Linked DNA regions of Mus musculus: regions 1 and 2 are each linked to region 3. A link is a contact called in public HiCAR-type and promoter capture Hi-C data. All regions are on one chromosome and are shown on one strand. The core of a region is the stretch at or near the end of the contact, and the rest is flanking DNA. Distances in the headings are between cores, read along the strand shown.

Evidence for each region. Promoter capture Hi-C pulls out the DNA fragments that hold promoters and counts their contacts. HiCAR-type assays count read pairs that join an accessible place to other places.
Region 1: a contact with region 3 is called in a HiCAR-type map of astrocytes, with 3 times the contacts expected there. The contact joins the promoter of 1700113B09Rik here to the promoter of Fam13c in region 3. A contact is called at or near these places in 2 of 39 promoter capture datasets (cranial neural crest and hippocampal neurons), 1 of 15 datasets of contacts at CTCF or cohesin (the NIH/3T3 cell line), 4 of 115 datasets of contacts at active chromatin or transcription factors (astrocytes, embryonic forebrain, embryonic hindbrain and 1 more) and 1 of 9 other capture datasets (embryonic stem cells).
Region 2: a promoter capture Hi-C map of the 3T3-L1 cell line shows a contact between it and region 3, with 7 times the contacts expected there. The contact joins the enhancer-like site here to the promoter of Fam13c in region 3. A contact is called at or near these places in 5 of 39 promoter capture datasets (the 3T3-L1 cell line, the C10 cell line, hippocampal neurons and 1 more), 2 of 115 datasets of contacts at active chromatin or transcription factors (embryonic stem cells and stem cell-derived neural progenitor cells) and 1 of 9 other capture datasets (liver).

Annotation. Positions count from the first base shown.
Region 1 is chr10:71,199,867-71,203,306 of GRCm38.p6, reverse strand. 1700113B09Rik (RIKEN cDNA 1700113B09 gene) reads right to left here and starts at 1,562. Exons shown (of 2, transcript NR_131003.1): 1 at 1,497-1,562. Gm34328 (a long non-coding RNA gene) reads right to left here. Exons shown (of 3, transcript XR_380563.3): 3 at 2,163-2,196.
Region 2 is chr10:71,183,031-71,186,856 of GRCm38.p6, reverse strand. The region is part of intron 1 of Gm34328 (a long non-coding RNA gene); the gene reads right to left. Among named protein-coding and RNA genes, the nearest start is that of C730027H18Rik, 2.9 kb to the right of the region's middle. Within about 2 kb of position 1,551, at least 18 of the 459 cell types and tissues checked have an H3K27ac peak or open chromatin away from gene starts, as enhancers often do.
Region 3 is chr10:70,438,713-70,442,258 of GRCm38.p6, reverse strand. Fam13c (family with sequence similarity 13, member C) reads right to left here and starts at 1,349. Exons shown (of 14, transcript NM_024244.4): 1 at 1,184-1,349. The coding sequence starts at 1,245.

The DNA of each region.
Region 1 (3,440 bases), core at 313-2,812, 760 kb before region 3:
AGTTCTGTGTAAATAGGCTCTGTACTGTGGGTTTATTGCTTGTCTTTGTTGTTTGTTTTGCTGTTGTGACAATGTCTTGCTATTGTGCTATTGTAGCCCTGGTGAACTTGGTAGTCTATCTTATACCCCAGGCTGACCTTGGACTCATGAATCCTCCTGCTTCAGCCTCCAGGATGCTGGGATTTCAGGCGTGCACCCCTGAATCACCACAGGGCAAGCTCTGAATAGGTTGGGCACACAGCCCCCACCCCAAATATTTACAGCCAACAGCTGGCAGAACGCAGTGCTGTGGAGCCCATGGTGATGAAGGTGACTGGGTCTTGTGTTTGCCTGTTTCCCTTCTTACACAGGGGAACCCATTGAGATGACAATCTTGCTTGTAACTTGGTGCAGACAGGAGCCTGGCCAATGACTTGTAAGATGGAAATGAAAAGAAGGTCAGAGAGGGTTCTTTTCCTTCCCCGGGCAGATATTACAAGCACCTGATGAGAGATACTAGGACTATGAAAGCTATTGGGAATGGCAGCTGCCGTAGGCTGCCAGAGAGTGTACAGGGATGGCTGGAGAGATGGCTTAGTGCCTAAGAGTACTAATTGCTCTTACAGAGGCCTGGAGTTTGGTTCCCAGCACCCACAGGGCAGCTCATGACCATCCATAACTCCAGTTCCAAAGATCCAATGTCTTGTGTGGGCACATACATGTGAGCAAAACATAGGCATACACCTATACATGTATTCCACATACACACATAAAGAATGCATGGAAAGGCCCCACCAATTAAGAGGATAATTAGTAAATATCCTCTTACCCTCCTCTTATCTGATGCTCATGAATCCAAGACAGCAATTTAGAGCCTTGTCTCGGCTCTACATGTAAGTAAACCAGACACAGAGATATGTCACAGCTGGGTTAATTTATGCCTGCATGGGTTCATTTCTGTGTCCTCCATTCTCTCTTATTGATCCATTTTGTGTGTGTGTATGTGTGAGTTTGTGTGCCACTATTAAGCTTTCTGTTACTATGGATTAGTAGTATAATTTGAAATAAAATATTGTGATACTCCAGCATTGGTTTTTTGCTGCGGGTGTTGTTGTTGTTTTGGGTTTTGTTTGTTTCTTTGTTTTTGGTTAGGTTTTTATCCCCAGCTCTTTTTTTTCTCTCTTATCTAAAATATCAAATATTCTGGAAGTATCATATATTACTTCAACATTCAACAATTCAAATTTATTGATCGGTAATTTTAGGTTGAGTAGGTTTTGTGTTATAAGATGGGCTGTTTTTCATCCTGCCCCAAGCTCCCGGAATAACAACTCAGACTCAAAATATATTTACAAATACTAGGCCAACAGCCAGGGCTACACAGAGAAACCCTGTCTTGGAAAACAAAACAAAACAAAACAAAACAAGACAAAACAAAAACCTAGGTCATATAGCTAGGCTAATAATTTAAAATAACCCATTTATTCTCATCTACATTCTACAACATGGCTGGTTACCTCCGCTGTGGTACCGTGCATCTGTGCTCCTCATATCTTCCCTGGTCTCTTTCCCATGCCTGGCTCTATCCCAGAATCCTTTCTGCCTCCAGGATGTCCCACCTTCTATTCTATCCTTTCCTATAGGCCATAGGCTTCTTAATTGACAGGCAATACATCCATACAATATACAAGAGATTCTCTGGACAGTTTTGTTCCCAGTTTAAGAATCCCATGGCCAGGAGATAGCTCAGTGAATAAAGTACTTGCTATGTGAGGGCCCACAGCAGATTCCAGCACCTATAGAAGAAAAAGCTAAGCCTTGAACCCACAGCAATCCTCTTGCTTCAGCCTCCTAAGTGTTGAAATTACAAGCATGAAGCCAGGAGGTCGTGGCATATGCCTTTAATCCTAGCACTCAGGAGGTAGAGGCAAATGGATCTCTGTGGGTTCAAGGCCAAGCTGGCCTACAGAGCCAGTTTATGACAGTCAGGGGTACATAGAGAAATCCTCTCTGGAAAAAGGAAAAGAAAGAAATTGCAAGCCACACACCCAGCAATGGTCTAATGATTCACCCAATCTGTTTTGTTAGCAGGATTATTTCATGCATGGTGCACCCCCACTTCTTTAGAAACAGCATAGTTACCCCTTTGGCAGAAGCTGCAGGCTCAGCTAGTGTGCTTTTCTCCTTTCTGGTCACAAACGGGAGGTCTTAGGAATTCTGTTAAAGAGAGAAGCTGTGAAGCCGAGGAAAGGAGCCGTTATAGCTTAATTCACATCCTCAAAATGTCAGAAGCTACTGCGACCTGCAGATGCTATGTGGGCGCACATGCCTGCTACATCAGGAAGTCATTCAAACCAGGGCAGGATGCCCAGGAAAAGAGGTTTCTGGACTGAAGGGCTAAGCCACCGGACAGTTTGAAAACTGGGGACCAAGATGAACTCAATGGGAGCGAGGGAAGAAACCGAGCTTACGTTATCCCAGCGGGAACACAGGAAGGAAGCAGGTTGGAAGCAGAATTAAAAGGAGAATTACCGAGCCCCTGAATACATTATGTGTTTCCTGCAGCACAAGTCATTCAGCAACATAATGGATGATGTTCCCTACAGGTCTCCTGTGTCACAGACTTGTAACAGCATCACTGTTGAGAGAAAGTGGGGCTCTTAGCTGGGGGCCCAGTAGTAACCGTTTAAGTCACTAGGGATCTGCGCATCAGAGGAGACTGAGACTGTGGGTTCTTCTTTCTTGCTCTCTGACTTCGCAGACACTGAGGGTTGAACAGGTCTCCTCGGCCCTCGGCTTCCCACTGCAGCACCCTTCTGTGCCACACGTTCAGAAGGCAATCAAAAGGCAACGAGCCAAAACCACGAGCCAAAATGGCTGTTCTCTGGGTTTTAAGTGGAGTCCCTGAGGGATCTCGTTGTAGTCATGCAAACTTAACCATTGCTGAGTGAGATATTTATAAGGATAAGAAATCTTAGGGATGGAGAGACGGTTCAGTGGGTACGAGTCCATTGTGCAAGCTTGAGGGCCTGAGTTCAGGTCTCTACCACTCACAGAAGTTGAACATGGCCCCGTGTATTCCTATGACATAGTATTATGTATATTTGGGGGGTGGGGATGGAAGGATCCATGGCTCTTACTGGCATCAAGTAGGATACCCAATGTCCTCTCCTGGCCTCAGTGTATACATGTGGACATATATAGTCGGACATAGAAGCTTAAGTGTATCATGAGCATGCATGTACGTGCACGCACGCGCACACACACACACACACACACACACACACACACAAATCTCTCCCATCTGTCAGATCACAGGATATACCAGCATCTTGTTTTGCTTCTACAAGTGAACACATTGTAGAAAACTGAGACAATGTATAAGCTATTCCACTACAGGACTATAGCTACCAATGCCTCCTGCTATCTTCCCAGCCTTAATAAGACACATGTATATTTTT
Region 2 (3,826 bases), core at 302-2,801, 740 kb before region 3:
AAGCAGAGCTTAGTGGTTCATCCCGGGGGGGGGGGGCGGGGGACGGACGCAGAGACTGGGGTACAGACTTGTTAAGGCCGCGTTTGTGGGATTTCAGAGGGGTAAGGACTCTCTTGGGAGCCAGGCTAGAGACCATTTGTATAAGCTTCTGGCTAAAGTTCTAATGGTGTCCTGCCCATGTCCGGATAGTTTCAGGTCTGGATTGAAAAACAAATTGTTGGGCAGAAGAAACGTGATGACTGCACAGTGAGCCTACCCTGTGGCATGGTTACTGCTTTGAGATGCACGTTTTCTTTCCTCCATGTAATGCCCATCAGTCCATGGGAGCCAGGGGGCAGAATGTTAGCTTTGAACGGGAATTGCTCCCATGGGATCACGTGACTGAAAACGTGGTTCTCAGTTGCAGCCACTGTTTAGGGACGCTGCGGATCCTTTAGGAGGTGGGGCCATTCTAGAGGGAAGGCTGCAGAAGGCAGACCTTGGGGAGGGATAAAGCTTAGCCTTAGGACAATGTGCAGGCTTCAGTCGTCTTTTCCTATCATAGTCGTCCAGGGGGCAGAACTTAGGTTTTTAGACATAGAATCAGGTGTCTCTCTTTACTTGCTCAGTCATCTCACTGGCTCAACCCTTTATTTTTCAAATCTCATACGTAAAGTATCTAAAATTACATTTATCTATGTATCTAACTATCATCTATCTATCTATCTATCTATCTATCTATCTATCTATCTATCTATCTACCTACCTACTGATGCCGTTGCACATATGTAGAAGTCAGAGGACAACTTGTAGGCATTGGTCATCTCCTTTTACCATTTGGTCCTGGGATTGAACTTAGGTTGTCACGCTTGGCTATAAGCACCCTTACCTACTGAGCCATCTTGCCAGCCTTAGATCTACGGTTTAAAGGAAGAGTCTGAAGGGTGTGATGGCAGCGATTCTTTTGAGGTCACACAGTCTGTTCGAGGTCAAAGGGCGGATCTTCACATCTGGACCTCGTCATGATAGTGTAGACCTCAGCCTCACAGAACGAGCCACTGCTGGCTGTCTCTCTTTGGGAAAAAGAGTTCTCAGACGAGAGACATGAGCTTCTTGGGTGGCTAAGGCAGTGCCTGTTGGGACCAACAGAGAAACTCGGCTTGTGTTTCTGTTTTCGCTCCACTGTGGTTCATGGATTGTGATCATCCCCTGGCTGTGGGAGAATCCCAAGAGGGGAAGAGTTTACGTTCTCTGTGGGGGACTTAGTTCTTCAATCACTGCCTTGCGAACCGTGGAATATGTGACTTCTGCTGCTCCAGGCTGAGGACCATTGTGGGGCACCCTCCAGAGAAAAGATGGAGAAAGAAGGCCGAGGACTCCTGTGGGGACTGGCCCAGAAGTCACGGAGAAAGCGTGCCACTGGGATGGGAGTCGCCCTCTGGGGAGAGTGGCTGGAACCACCTAGCTTGAAAGTCCAGGGGAATCTCTGGCTGCTGAGGTTGGAGATCGGGAGGTCTGTGGTAGTTCTGGGATTCATTTTACAACGCGGACAATGAAGTAATTGATTGACTCACTGTTTGCCATTATGATTACATTTCTGTGGTTTTCCTTATGAAAATAAGAGCTAGCAGGGAGGATGGTACAATACGGAGGGAATGGCTTGGAGCCTTGCCCACCTTCACTGAGGGAACCGGGAAATGGGGTTTGAAATAAGGACAGGGAGCAGACGGCCTCTCTCACAGAGACATGGGAAACCTTGGCACCAACATCCTCCAGTTTCATGCAGAGGGACCCTGTTCCCAAGATGGAGAAATAGCAAGTGTTTAAATGTTGCTTGAATATCTAATATGGACTGGATGCTGTGCCGGGTGTTGGAAATACTACAGAAAGCAAGAGATGAGTGTCTGCCTTTTGTGATCTATAGGCCCAGAGGTACAATCTGGAAACAAACCCAGAGCCAGACTCCAGAGCCCCTGGTCACATTGGGTGATATTTTAAAAATGTCCCATCTTGTAACCTTCATCACTTAAGATTTTGCACATGTCCCTGAAGAGCTCACTGAACATCTGGGGGCTTTAGCATCTGTGCTTTGCAGACACAAAGAGGGCTGGGGAAGTGGCTCAGTGGGTACCTGATGGCCAGGCAAGTGCAAGGACCTGAGGTTGGATCCCCAGACCACACATAAATCTGTAAGCAGTAACATGTCTGTAATCCCAAAATGCTTAGGGCGAGATGGAAGGCAGAGACTGGAGAATCACTGGAAGCTTGTGGGTTAGCCTGGTATATGCTGAATGTGTGGGCTAGCCTGGCATGTGCTAAGGGGAATAACAAGAGCCAGTGCCTCCAATATGATAGAAGATAAGATCAGAAACCTGAGGTTGTCCTCCGACATTGGTAGGTGTGCCTTGTACTCACACATTCGCACTCTTACATCACACACACATGCATGCATACATACACACACACACACACACACACAGACACAGATACATACACAGACATACACAGACACATAACAGACACATACATAGATACACAGAAACATACATAGATACACACACAAAGACACAGATAAACACACAGAGACACACACAGACACAGATACACACAGAGACATATACATAGATACACATACATAGATACAAACACACAGATACACACGGATACACACACACACAGACACACACACTGACACACAGAGAAAAATAAAAGACTATATATTCACCCATTATTTATTTATGTGGTATTTACTGAGAACTTGATACATCCCATTCTTAAAGCTCACCAAACCCACAGACTAGGAAGGTTTAGCCGGGAGTAAATTTCCATCTGTCAGTGACTCTTTCTGAATATTAACCCACTGACAGCAGGCAATTCTGGACATAGTCTCTGTCATTTCGCCAAACAAAGCTAGTGTATTCCTGCAAGCACTTGGTAACCCAGCCTGGGCCCCCTTCCCTCCCTCCCTCCCTCCCTTCCTCCCTCCCTCCCTCCCTCCTTTTTTCCTTGTATGAAGCTGCTACCTTCCCACCTGGGGAATGACCTCTTACACCAGCTGAATTAACAAGAGAGAGCAAGGCCACGTAGGTGAACACTGGAGTTGGAACAGTTAACAAATTCTCCTTCTGTAGCTGCCCCAAGTTACAAAATCTATATTTTCCAAATGAGAACTCTTCCTGTGTCAAGATTTTATTGAACGCAGTGGAGGTGTGAATACTGGATTATAGCCATCAGCGTATGGGGCAAACAGAAATCTGGCTCTATCCCCAACAGGGGCCAGGGCAAGAGGGAGAAAAAGAAAAAAATGCAAGATGTCATGACTATGCTTGACACGTTCAGATTAAGCAAAGGGAGAGAGGCCAGCTTGTTATCAGAGCAAACAGTGTTATCTGCTAGCCTGCATGGGAACGCCCAATATTAACCCACTAGGACCCCAGAAGATATTTCCTCATAGCTGGGGAATCGAATTCCTCTGGCAGCTGGTTTTCAAGGCAGGAATGTGGGTCTAGCCCCTTGCCTTGTTAGAGTGGAGATTGTGAGGAGTGTATTGTTTGGGGGGTGTCTATGGGACCCCAAAGGGAAGCAACCCACTGCTGGCACTGAGATTCTTTTTATTTGCTGTCTTATGATATTTGGGACCCATACAGGGTAACTATTTAAACTCATCTATATATGAACTGAACATATATACATAAATATATGTGTGTGTATATATATATATATATATATATATATATATATATATATATATATAATGTGTATATATGTCCATATATGTATTGTATATATGTATATATTATAAATGTATAAATGTATGTATGTATGTACATATGTTTGTGTATATATG
Region 3 (3,546 bases), core at 100-2,599:
CCAGACAAGCAAAAGTGCATGGGGAAGAGGCCCAGAAAGCACAGTGGAACCTCAGCCCTCCCTCTCCAAGTCTCTGCAACAGTGGCAGGATCTGAAAGCCAAAAGATGCTCTCGTCACTGTTCAGGTTTCTTTAGCAAACAGCTTCTAAGCCACTTGTAGCCTCTGTATGAAACTCACAATTCTCTTAAGTAGTGGGATACACAACTTTGCGCATGCACACACACACACAGCCTGCTGCAAAAAGCTTTTACCGAGTAGCTTTTACCAAAAGGTCCCAGAAGTAAACACTAATTTCCCTACGATAAAATGGAATACATATAGTTTATACTCCCAGCTATATGTGAATTGCATACAGTGCCAGCAAAATCTACTCCACGTTCACCTCTGATATATAGATTCTATTAAGAAAATACTAAGGAAGAGATGACCAAAATAAAAACAAAGCACTATCAATATCAACACACACACACACACACACACACACACACGCACACACACGGGCTGGCCTAGAGTAAAACATTATTTCCCTTCCCTCCACTATGAACTGTTATTAGGTTGTTAGTCAGGCAAGGCGTTTCTCTATAGTCACATTATTGTGGCCAGACGAGAAAAATCACAAAAAGGCATCTAGAAAAGTTTACCGCACTGTGTCTTAAAAATCTGTACACACGGAGAGGGAAGGTGAGTTTACCCTGTTTAAATATGCTGGAATTAAACTCCTGCTAGCTCACATCCGTCTATTTGGGGCAAATGTACACTGCGTGCACTCCATGAAAACTGACACTCATGTTGGCAAAATACAACCCAGCTTCCTTTCTGACATGTCACATAGATTTTTTTTTAAGCTAAGCTCCAAGATTGCATATTTTGGGCCACGGAGCCTCCCGCAGCAATCAAGCTAGGTTTATTACTCCCCCCACCCCCCGCTTCCGCTCCTCACTCCCTACCCCCGCGCACCCTCCACCCCGAGCTGCCAAAATACTGGCTGCAACCTGTGTGAGGTTTGTGGGCCCCGCCAGCCTCGCAGCCTCAGGATCCAGGAGACAATGCATCGCCTGGAAAGAGGGCTTGGGGACAGGGGTGGGGTGGGGTGGAGTGGGGTGGCAGCGGGAGGGGATACCTTCACCATAGTTGCTTCGGAGACAGGAATGCAAGTCGATTGTAAGGGCAAGAAGCACTTACTCAGTTACAGCGGCGCTGCCGAAGGAATTATCCTGAAGGCTGAAACAGAAACAAGAAAACATGAGCCAAGTGCGGCCGGGGAGCCGTCTCCCTAATTGCTCTCCCGGAGTTAGAGCACCCACACAAACATGGCATTGCCAGGCAAGTCTTAGGGCTCGCCCGGCACGCTCGCTCTACCTTGGGCTGCTGTCTGCACATGCTCCTGACGACACCCCCAGCAGGGGCCCAGCGGCACCGGCGAACCACAAAGCCCAGCAGCCCGCGAGGCTGCGGGGACGATGGGGCGGGGCGCGGCGGCGCGCGACCGGGGGCTTCAGCCTCAGGAACCTGGAGCTGCTCCGCGCAACCCTGGTAGGCAGCTAGGAGCTACAGAGAGTCCAAGCTGCTTGAGCCTGCCACCTCAGCCTCAGCTGGCAATACAGATTGCGTCGTCCCCCCCACCCCCCAGTGGATACAATGCCCGCCTCCCATGGCTTGTTACCTCCCCAGCCCCCACCCCACCCTAGGGATGCAAACGAGCAAAGATGCTTCTGTCGCTTTTCCTGAAAGCATGGAGAGATCGAGAAGGAGGAGAGGGATATGGATGCTGAGTTTTGATTTATTTTCACTGTGTGTTGGTTTTTATTGCCTAGAACAAAAGGGCTCCCAAGGGCGGGCTGCATCCCGACAGGTCCGTCTGCGCTCTTGTTATTTTACTCCGCTAGAGGAAGCGCCCAGCGCAGGACCACAGAGATGTGAATGAACCTATGCAGGCGAATGTAGAATGCTTTCCAGGCCTTCGCTGATGCCTAGGACACCGTGCCAGGCGGGGAGATGGACTCCTACCCCCACAGCAGCCCCGCACCTTCACAAAGGATGGAATGACAACTCACAAACGTTGTTCCCTTTGATGGAGTCTACTTTGTTGGGGGAAGGGAGGGCCGGTCAGCCCCACCCCCACCCCGCTTTATTCTTGCTTGGAGATGTTTACCCTGCCCCGTTCCCATTGTCCATGTTTCCTGACATGTTGACCTTGACTTGGAAAGACCTGCCTCTGAATTTTGAAATACGATCACAGACTTACGTGTTGAACTATACTATGCATGTGTTCTTAATCCTACTGTCCCATGGAACTAGGTTCTAGATGGCAACGTGAAGTCTAATCACAGGATATCTTCCTGTCCTCAGATCCAAAGACTGTCACTTTCCCAAACGCCCCTGCGCTCGAGGGCTGTGGTGCCCATTCTGGGTAGTTCAGTGTGAAGAAAGACCAGCCTTTTGATTGCGTAAACATCTCCAGTGATTCATCTAGAACAGAAGGAACAATGCTTTCACCTGAAAAACAGCAGTTGATATGAATATGCTGTGGACCAGTTGAAAATATAATGAACCCTCTGAGAGGCCCAACAAGCAGCTGAAAGAGTCAGATGCAGATACTAGCACCCAACCAATGGACAGAAGCGGGGGACCCCTGTGGATGAATTGGGGAAAAGCTGGAAGAAGCTGAGGAGGAGGGCAGCCCCATGGGAAGACCAGCAGTCTCAACTGACCTGGAACCCGGAGATCTCTCAGAAACTGAGCCACCAGCCAGGCGTCATACACCAGCTGATATGAGGCGGCCAACACATATACAGCAGAGGACTGCTGGGTCTGGCCTCAGAGAAGATGCACCTAACCCTTGAGAGACTTGAGGCCCTGGGGAGTGGGGAGGTCTGGTAAAGTGAGGGGAGGGGGTGGCGACATCCTCTTGGGGGCGGGGATGGAATGGTGAGCGGGGGCGGGGTGAATGGCAGACCAGAATAAAAATAAATAAATAAATAAATTTTTAAAAAATAAAAATAAAATAAAATGAAATAATAAACGTGCTCCACAAATCCAGAGATTCAATAATGCCCAGAGGGAGGAAAAGACTAGTTCTCCACAGCCCACAAACAGAAAGGATCCAGAAAAGCTTGTAAGAACTATTCATACAGAAGAAAGACAGTCAGTTCAGTATATTATGGCTAAAAGTTAAGAATACTCTAGATTAAAACCCTGATGGAAACCACTTGGGGTTTTTAAACACTCATCCAATTCTTGATCGTATCTTCATCTGTTTTTTTTTTTTTTTTTTTTTTTTTTTTTTTTTTTTGGTAAGAGGTTTTCAAGTGCCTTTTTAAAATGAGATGTCCTGTTCACCCTGGAATGAACAATACTGATGGATATCAGCAAAGGTTCCTTTGGAGCCTTCGGCTTATCTGAACAACAGTTTGGGAAAAGTTCAAAGGGAGAAGAGGAACATTGTCACAGAGATCTGTAAGGAAGCCAGAGTATTTCCCAGGCCAGCGACAGGGTCCAGACTTCTCTGTGGTTGTATGTAGCATGGCTAAAACATGGTTTTTTGG